Regions from separate parts of the Mus musculus genome. Here region 1 is linked to region 2. Evidence: chromatin contacts called from public HiChIP or PLAC-seq data. All regions are on one chromosome and are shown on one strand. Each heading gives the region's core, a stretch centred on a gene start, on an enhancer-like site or on the middle of the called end of the contact. The rest is flanking DNA. Distances are from core to core; before and after follow the strand shown.

Region 1 (4,585 bases), core at 1,245-3,744, 620 kb after region 2:
AGCATGCACCACTATACCCTGCCATTTATTTTATTTTATTTTATTTTATTTTATATTATATTATTTTATTTTATTTTCTGGTGTTGGGAGTTAACATGTGCCACTGAGCTGTGTTCCCAGCCTTATTTTTGAATTAAACTTTTTTTTTTTTTTTAGAACATTATATGAGCGTTTGACCTGGTGTACCACCCGCCTGGTGCCCAAGAAAGTCAGAAGAAGGCGTCAGATCCCCTGGAACTGGAGTTCTGGAGGGGTAGAAACCCACCACGTGGTGCTGAGCTACCTCTCCAGCCCCATCATCTTAGGTTTTAACTGGAAACGTGTTGGGGCATCTCAGTCTCTTTCCTCGTTTCTCTTTTGTTTGAGAATGGTTTCCTGAGTTGCACCTCATGCATGGCTCACTTTTCATCTCTTAATTTGTCAAACCTGTGCACTGAACTTAAAATGTCAGTTGCTTCCCTATTATACTAAAAGTTTCATTGGAATTCTCCTTTTCTTTTGAAAACCTTCCTGTTCTTGTCTCTTTTTTTTCCAGTTCTTGATTCATGCTTTTGTCTCTTTAAATACATTAACCTTCCTTATTTTATTACCTATGTCGTTTTGCACTTCAAAGTCTGTGTGGGCTAGGTTCTGCTGCCCTTCTGTCCTCTGAGGATATTTGTATAAGCTATCATAAATATATACATATATAGTTATATATGGTTTATATAGAGAGTTTTGGGTTTTTGTAGTCCTTGATTCATTTATTCTCATGCTTTTCTTTCTTTAAATATATTAAATATTCTATGTCATATTTCAGTTTCAAAGTCTGTGTGGATTTTATATTACATATATAATACTCTCAACTACACTTATTAAAAAGTAGGTGTATATAAATATATATTCTATTTTTTAAAAGACAGGGTCTCACTATGTAGCCCTGGTTGTCCTGGATCTCACTGCATAGATCAAGATGGCCTCAAACACACAGAGACCCACTTGCTTGTGCCTCCCAAGATCTGGCATTAAAGGTATGTGAGACAATACCTGACTCTTGTTATTTTTTGTTTGTTTGTTTGTTTGTTTTTGTTTTGTTTTGTTTTTTGACCATTAAATGTCTTCAAGTAGAAGAATGGCACAATCTCATGGATGCATGCGTTTGGAAAGAAGATTTACAAAACAGTTCAACTGATTAGGAAGATAGACATTGCTGATAGCTGAGATAAAAAGTCCAATCTATGAGAGAAGGGGGCACAGGAAAGAAACGATTCGCTTTGGCTATGCAGAATTTAAAATACTTTTTATTGTGGTTTACTGTACCAATTCCCACAAAGAATTTATGAGTATGGAAGAATTATAATATCTACCTCTGAAATAGTACAACCAGCTAATTCAGCTTTTTATAAGAACTTGGTATTAAGGGTGCTCGCTGATAATAATAAGAGAACCACTTATTGAACAGCTTCGATGTGTCAGCAGCTGTGTTAACCATTTCATAAACTTTACCTCCTGAAGCATCATGACAGACCTTATTAGAGGAGGTCTCATTATCTGTGTTTTACAGCTGAGGAAGCTAAGGCTACAGAGGACAGACGCCTAACTGGTTCAAAATCAGTCAGTAGGAAGAGGCCCGAGCTGAAATTCAAACCCAGGTCTGGCTGGTGCTAACACTATCTCTATACAGTTTTCCATGACACACATATAGTGGTCACGGCCATCACCACAGAGATGCTGAAACTAGAATTTCTTTAACAGGTGCCCAATCCTGTAAAACATTAAAATTTCATCCCAGTGGAGAAATAGGCAGTGGCTATAGATAATGTAATGTAACCAACGTCATCAGCTTCACAGCAGAGACTCTAGTTTAAACATTTGATGAACAAGCTAAGATCTATTTTTTGGTGAACTTGATATGAAGGCATGAATAGAATGGGAATGCAAGCCGCCGGAGCGGATTAAATTCGCCATCTCTGCTTTTCCTGGGAACCAGCGATCCTGCAGTCAGAAGAAGTTTGCTTTCCCAACATCTGGAAACGCCAGAACTGTGTGTGACACTGCCTCAAGAACTGAGGCTCCTTGTTCAGACTTTCACACGGGACCCTCTGTTCCTTTCACACAGGCCTCTTTCTTTCTCACATCTGCCTCTTGGAAGACTTTCCCAGGGCGGGACTGAGCCTGCAGGGAAAGAGGCAGTGGACTGGGGCTCCTGGGTTCAAAGTCTGAACTAGACCCAGCTTGAACTCTGATGTTTATTGTCCCACTTTTCGCCATCTGAAGGAGAAATTCGAGGACAATAAGCTTCTAGTTGGCGGAGGATCTATCCGCAGCAGAGGAGAATCAAGCGCTACAGTCCGAGAGGCAAACCCCACACACAGATCTTTAGAAGGAGGGAGCCCTGGCTCGTCTAGCCCCGCCCTCCACCCGCCTAGCCCCGCCCCACCGGTGCCATTGGCCGGTCCAAAAAACGCGGGGCGTTGTCAGTTTGAATGGGCGAGCCTGGAGCTAGGCGCAGGCGCAGAGGAGTACAGGCGCTGAGGGAGCCTTGCTGGCGGTGAGACCCTCTGAGAGGCCAGGGGGAGGCCGAAGCTCTGGCCCACGTGACCTGCCGGGGGCGGGCGCCCGGGGCGCTCGCCAGCCTCCCGCGGTGCCCCTGCTTGGCTCGGCGTCGCCGCCGGGACCCGACTTGGGGAAGCGCCGCGGTTCCTAGTCTACGGCCAGAGGCGCTCATCCCTGCAGCGGTTCCTTGTTCTCAGGAGCCGCGGGCCGGAGGGAGGTGAGCGGAGCCTGAGGGGGTGACCCAGTGGGGTGTGTGGGGGCGTGGGGCGGGGGTCTCTGGACCACCGAGGCTCGACGGGCTCGGGTGACGCTGGGACCCGGGAGCTCCGTGGGGGGCTTCGCACCCGCACCATTTAGGCTGTTGTCCCCTAAGTGAGGGGAGACTGGGGATCGGGCTTCTGCAGACCTTGAAAATACTTGCTGGGATGCAGCGACTTCACGCGTTTTCCGAGCGTAACAGACGGTGGATACAAAGCCGAATCCCAGTGGATTCGAATCCCAGGCACGTCGCCGGCCCCGGGTCTCCACACCAGACACCTTTGTCAAGTCACATTTAAACTCCTGAACTTTTCGGATCCCAGACTTACTGGCAAGCGAAACTGATAGATCGTTGTAACCAGCTTTATAGCAAGCGTAACATGTTTGAGATCTTAGCCGGAAAGCTGTAAACTTAGTATCTTCAGATGAAAAGTGGAAAACGTAATTTCCTTGTATTTTAATGGTAAACAATTAGGTGGCTTTAACAAGTATCATTTGAACTCTGTTGAAACGAGTAATGATGGCAATGTTTATTTGCCTTAATGCATTATTTAAACGCCGGGTAGACTTAGAATAGGTAAGTTCTTGACTCTCCTCTCGGTGCTTTGTGTTGATTGGACTGCTGTGTGGTTTGTGTTGTAAGTTTTTGTCACCAGCGAAGCAGAATTTTCAGACTGCCTCTTTGGAAGGCTAAACTGAAGATTTTCCGGCTTGTTAGTAACCATCGTGATTGCTTCTGGTAAAGAGCACTTTTGCCTGGGGTTTCGACGTGCTAAGAGCAGAGATTCGTTCCGCCTAAGTTCAAAAGCGAAGGTTCCTGTCCTTTGACTTGAGGGCAGTGGGGGAGTTCAGGGATGCCCGGCCGGTTCTAGGCATTCATAGGCCCCTCTTGCAAACTATTTCTAACTTACAATTCGAGGATTGGACTGGTTATGAATTCAGAGACTGTGGAGTATTGTGGAAGCGTGTCCCACGGAAAAATAGTTTAGCTGAATTTTCAGTAGGTCAGACATACACTATTACAAGTATGTTTTGATGTAAACCTGAGATTTAATAGTAGGCTAGTTACAAAGGTAATGCACTATATATAGTGTGGCTCCCCACACCTCACCTCCTCTGTACTTGGGTTTGAACTCTAAACCATGTGAACACTAAGCAAGAGTTCTATCACTGAGGTAATTCCAGATTATTCATTTATTAATTAATTAATTCATTCATTCATTTATTTGAGACCTATTGTTGCTAAATGTTTAGGGCTGGCCTGGAACTTGGAATCCTCCTGTCTCAGCCCAGTAGCTGGGATTACAGCTACTGGGCTGTAATATGTGCACAAATTCCACCTGGTATGAAATGGCTGGCTGACTTTCTTCTTCCTTCCTTCCCTCCATTCATTCAGTGTAGTTTTGAGACAGGGTCTCAGATAGCTGAATTTGGCCTTGCACTCTTTGATTCTCTTTCTCCATCCTCCCAGTGCTGTGATTACAGGTGTGCACCATACATGCTTAGGGTCAAATCCAGGGCAGGTGTATGCCGAGCAAAACCAAACCACATCCTCAGCCTTCACCTTTCTTACCCATAAAGTACTCCAAGACTTACCTAAAAACAAACAAACAAACATACATACCCCCACCCTCACCCCACACACCTGTGGGCATTTGTTTTTAAAACTGTGTAATTAATAGGCTACTGGTGGGATTGAGACTACTCCCTAATCTCAAAGCACCAGCTACTGCACTTAAATGGCCATGTGTTTCTGAATCCCACTTGTGGCACATAATTCTACTTAAAACCA
Region 2 (4,770 bases), core at 575-3,074:
ATAATTGATCCTTATTGTAAACACATATGGCACTCAATACTTATATATCTGCTTTTTTTTTTCCTTGGAGACTGCTTACCAACAGGGGACACAGAATTTGAAGTGAGGATCGACCCTGATGAAATACTGACAACCAGGGCAGAGTGTGGGAGTTCCTGCTTTAATTATGAGATTATTAAACTGCATAAGATCACTTTTTTCTGCAAGGACACAGCTCTGGGTAAGTGGTAAGTCTCTGAATCATACAGGGCTAGTGCTAAAATATGTCACTAAAAGGTCTCTTTCCTTCCCCTTTTAAGTTGAAACATTTCTTTTTCTTTTCGTGTGCATGTGCGTGTGCGTGTGAAAGAGAAAATAGAAGTTCTGAGTTGTGTTGAACATCCTTTTAACAGAAACTTTCCGACCGGCCCAAAAAATAAGCAGCACTGGGCTGCATGTGGCTTTTTGAGCTGTCTCTGAGGAACCCACTGCTTTCTGTGCCTTCCAGGACTGGATTTTAATCAGAACCCTCAAAGAGGTATCTCCAAGCTAAGGCCACAGAAGCCCAAGTGCCTCCAAGCTACCTGATCGCAAGACCCAATGAAAAAAAGCAGAGTCTCCAGCAAAACTTCTCACTTCCTGCCACCGGTGAGGGAGGCTGGGCTGGCTCCCCTTACGTTTTCAGACAAGCTATAAACACAACCTTCCAGTTTGCTAACAGGCCACGGGCTTAGGGGGCGGGGTGGGGAACTTCAGGAAGGCTCTCTGTGTCCCTCTTGGTTTATTTCCTCTGAGCAGATAACGGTACCAAACGCCCTCCACTTCCTAGAGTCCTCATCTATGGCACAGTTCCTCTTTCCAGAACGTGAGGACCAAATGAAAGCAAAAAATAAGTCAAAGCAAAATTAACCCCACCGCTTCATCTCATCCCTTCTCATTGTTATTTTAGAGCCGACTCCCTCTTTGTTATCACACACACACACACACACACACACACACACGGGGGGGGGGGGCAGAAAGGTGAAACGCGCCCTAGGATAACTTATTTCTTCCCGCCTCCCAGAAACCTTTAGGATTCCATACACCATCTCCCGACGCAAGGCTTTATTAGTTCTGCTTAGAAGCTAAGTCATTTCAAGGCAAGTGAGGAAAAGCCCCCAAGCTGAGAACTGAGAGGCAGGGCAAAGCGGAGCGCACCTAGATGTTTGCATTTACACAAAGAAATTATCCGGATGATTAATGGGAGCCTCTGACGGGCAGCGGGGTCGCGGGGTGGCCTCCATACCTGGGACATCTGGGGCCTCAGGTTGATCTCCTTCAGATTGATGGAGTGTGGCCGCAGGTTGTTGAGCAGCTGGCAGAGCAGGACTCCATCGCGAAGGGTCTGCGCCAGGTCGAACACCTGCGCCGAGTCCCAGGTCACCCGATGGTTGGGGGGCAGCACCTTGCTGTGGATGAGCCACTGAGCGCACTGCTTCCACGGCTCCATGTCCGACGGCTCCCGGACCCGGCCCGGCCGGGGCGGGCAGCGACTCTGAGGTGGCCGCCGCGGAGCGTCAGAGCCCCGCCGACGCCAGTCGCGCTGATGGCCCCTGGTTCGCTTTGCCTTTCTGGAGCGGGCGCCGCTGCCGGCGGCTCGGGGACGCCGCGTGGGACTCGCCTCGGGTCCCCGCCCGGATGCGCCGCGGCCCGGCCGCCGCTGCAGCAGCGAGTGCCGCGCGCTCTCGGTGCGCCCCGGCCGGCTCCGCTGAGCACTGGCTTCCGACTGGCGAGCCTGGCGCCCCGCGACTGAGCATGCCCAGCGCGCCTGGCCGGTCTGTGCGGTCCGCGAGTCCCCGGAGGCGCGGGTGCGAGCGTGCCCGCCGCCCTGGCTGGGGGTCCGGGGCTGAGGGCGGGGCGGCTGGGGGGAGGAGCGGGCCGAGTTGGGGCGGCGGCCACAAAGGGGATCCCGGCGCCCCCGCCCGCCCGTGAACCCTCGGATGAGTGGAGCTTGCACAACCCCGGGGCGTCCAGGGATTAGCCCATCGGCGCGGCTTCCTAGGAAGTGTGGCTGAACACTGAGATTCGCAGGGGTGTCCCCGGGGACACCCTGAACAATGAATGCGATTTAAATTAAGAGGGTCTCAGAGGAGCCAAGGCTTAACTGGGACACAGGGAGCCTGGAGAAATGAGATGTGCACTACGCGCAGCTGGAGAACGCAGCATGGAAAGTTTGTGATCGGCCCCTGGTCCCGCCTCCTCCAGGTCCATCCTCAGCCCCTTCCTGAAAGTCAGTTTCTTCTGAGAATGTTTTGACACCTTGAAAGTGCGTGACGTGGGGACAATTGCAGCTTCAGCCTAGGTAGAGGGAAAGAAGTAGGTTTTGCATATCTCCCAGGCTTGGAACTGTTCACTAAAGCAGTCCAGCGCCTTTTGCTGATCTTCAAAATCCTGCCTGAGAAAAAAAGAAAACTGGCCGGTGACACAGAGGCAAGAGCGCGCATGCGTCAGTGACTTGCCACCAGGTTTGAGCTCAAATCGCTTCAGTACCGAGACACTGAGAGACTGGGTCAGCATATTTGGAGAACCCTGGGGAAAATTGGAAAGTTCCCCCCCACACACACCCACACATGTCAACTCTGTCATACTGAGGCAAGGTTCTCCCTGTCTTTTTTATTCCCACTGCCCTACAAAGCCGAAAAGGGTGTATAAGCTTTTTGTAGTAATATATTATTTCACTGAACTCTGACAACTCCCTGTAAATGCCCTCTTCGCTAGTCTTTTTTTTTTTTTAATTGAAATCTAGTTTGGTGGGATTTTATATCTGTTGTTGCTGCTGCTGCTGCTGCTGCTGCTGCTGCTGCTGCTGTTTCATTAGATATTTGTAGCTCAAATTTTCGATTGTGGATCTTATTGATTTTATAAACAGGACAAAACGTAACTTTTAAAAAGTACATGATCTGTTGGGACAGAAGTTCGCTTCTTTTATGCGTGACTGTAGCAAGCGTGGCCTGCTGTGTACACAACCAGCCTTAAACAATAATAAATCAGCCTAAGGATTTCCTTTCCTCGCATGCATCCGTCCCCAGCAACTTCCTCTGTGCACACTGTGGAGTCCATCAATAGCACAATGTTTCCTAGACCATAATAGGTTTGAAAGCCTGAAACTACAGGAGGATCAATCCTTAGCAATACTGTATCACCGAAACTGTAAAGTGCATCCTAGGCACGAAGATTATCAACAGCAGTGTTGCAATAAAATAGAACATTATAATCATAAATCGTGAAAGAATGTATAAAATATATATACTTTTTCTTTCTGGAATTTTCCATGTGATTTTTTTTGGGGGGGGGGGGTTGGCTGTTGACTACCACTTTCCTAAAAACTCAGAATGCAAAACCATCAAAAAGAGGCAAGTACTGTAAGCCATGTTACTCATTATAGATCTTTACAAACAAAACACACATGACTTGCCATTTAAAATGTGGTCCTGCATAAGAAGAAGTGGCGCTGGAAAAGAGGAAAGATGATAAGGAAAAAGCAAAGACTAGCCAAGCATTTCATTTTAGGTAGCATCAGATCATCCCTTAATACTGTTAAAATATTTCCAAAATCCAGATCATGTGTACCGACCAGTAAACAAACCTGGATTTAGAATCCAAGTTAAGCTGCTTTTTGATAACCTTGGGCAACTTCTATTCTTCTAACCTTCATTTTCTTCACCTATAAAATGAAGGAAGTGACCCTTGCCACGTTGGGTTGTCAGAATAAAAAAAAGAGTACGCCTTGGTACTTGGAATGAATACATAGACAGGAGTATCACTGTGGACCTTGTAAGACTCTCGGGCCTGAACAAAATACCCATGGAAGGAGTTACAGAGACAAGTGTGGAGCAGAGACTGAAGGAATGACCATCCAGAGACTGTCCCACCTGGGGATTCATCCCATAAACAACCACCAAAACCAGACACTATTGTGGATGCCAACAAGATCTTCCTGACAGGAGCCTGATATAGCTATCTCCTAAGAGGCTCTGCCAGTGCCTGACAAATACAAAAGTGGATGCTCAAAGCCATCCATTGGACTGAGTACAGGGTCCCAGTGAAAGAGCTAGAGAAAGTACCCAAGGAGCTGATGGGGTTTGTAGCCCCATAGGAGGAACAACAATATGAACTAACCAGTACCCCCAGAGCTCCCTGGGACTAAACCACCAATCAAAGAAAACACATGGTGGGACTCATGGCTCTAGATACATAAGTAGCAGAGTATGGCCTTGTCAGTCATCAATGGGAGGAGAGGCTCTTGGTCCTGTGAAGGTTCTATGCCCTAGTATAGGGGAATGCCAGTGTCAGGAAGTGGGAGTGAGTGGGTTGGTGAGCAGGGGAAGGGGGGAGGGGATAGGGGATTTTCGGAGGGAAAACTAGAAAAGGGGATAACATTTGAAATGTAAATAAAGAACATATCTAATTTTAAAAAAAAGTCTCTCAGGCCCTACCCAGACTGAATGAGTAGGACCCTGAACTGTATCAAGGTCCTCAGGTGATAAATAAATTTCCATCAAAAGCTGCAAAGCCTTGATATAAGGTATGAATATATGTGGTGCCTGTCACAGGGACAGCTTCATAAACACCACTCACTATACCACACATCCCTGTGCATCCACAGAGCATCAGCAAAGACCAAATATTTTAAATTGCTACATATCACATGTAACATGTAAATAGTACTTTAGGTCATAAAACTCAAATATTAATCCAGAAAGTGTATATAAGGGCAAGGAAGACAGATGGAGGTGTAGGAGGCCTACAAGA

Evidence for each region. HiChIP or PLAC-seq counts read pairs in DNA pulled down with a chosen protein or histone mark.
Region 1: a contact with region 2 is called in a FOXA1 HiChIP or PLAC-seq map of pancreatic cancer cells. The contact joins the promoter of Gpsm2 here to the promoter of Vav3 in region 2. A contact is called at or near these places in 1 of 115 datasets of contacts at active chromatin or transcription factors (pancreatic cancer cells) and 1 of 9 other capture datasets (adipose tissue).

Annotation. Positions count from the first base shown.
Region 1 is chr3:108,720,208-108,724,792 of GRCm38.p6, reverse strand. Gpsm2 (G-protein signalling modulator 2 (AGS3-like, C. elegans)) reads left to right here and starts at 2,494. Exons shown (of 15, transcript NM_029522.2): 1 at 2,494-2,752.
Region 2 is chr3:109,337,737-109,342,506 of GRCm38.p6, reverse strand. It overlaps Vav3 (vav 3 oncogene), which reads right to left and starts at 1,824. Exons shown (of 27, transcript NM_020505.2): 1 at 1,265-1,824. The coding sequence starts at 1,468.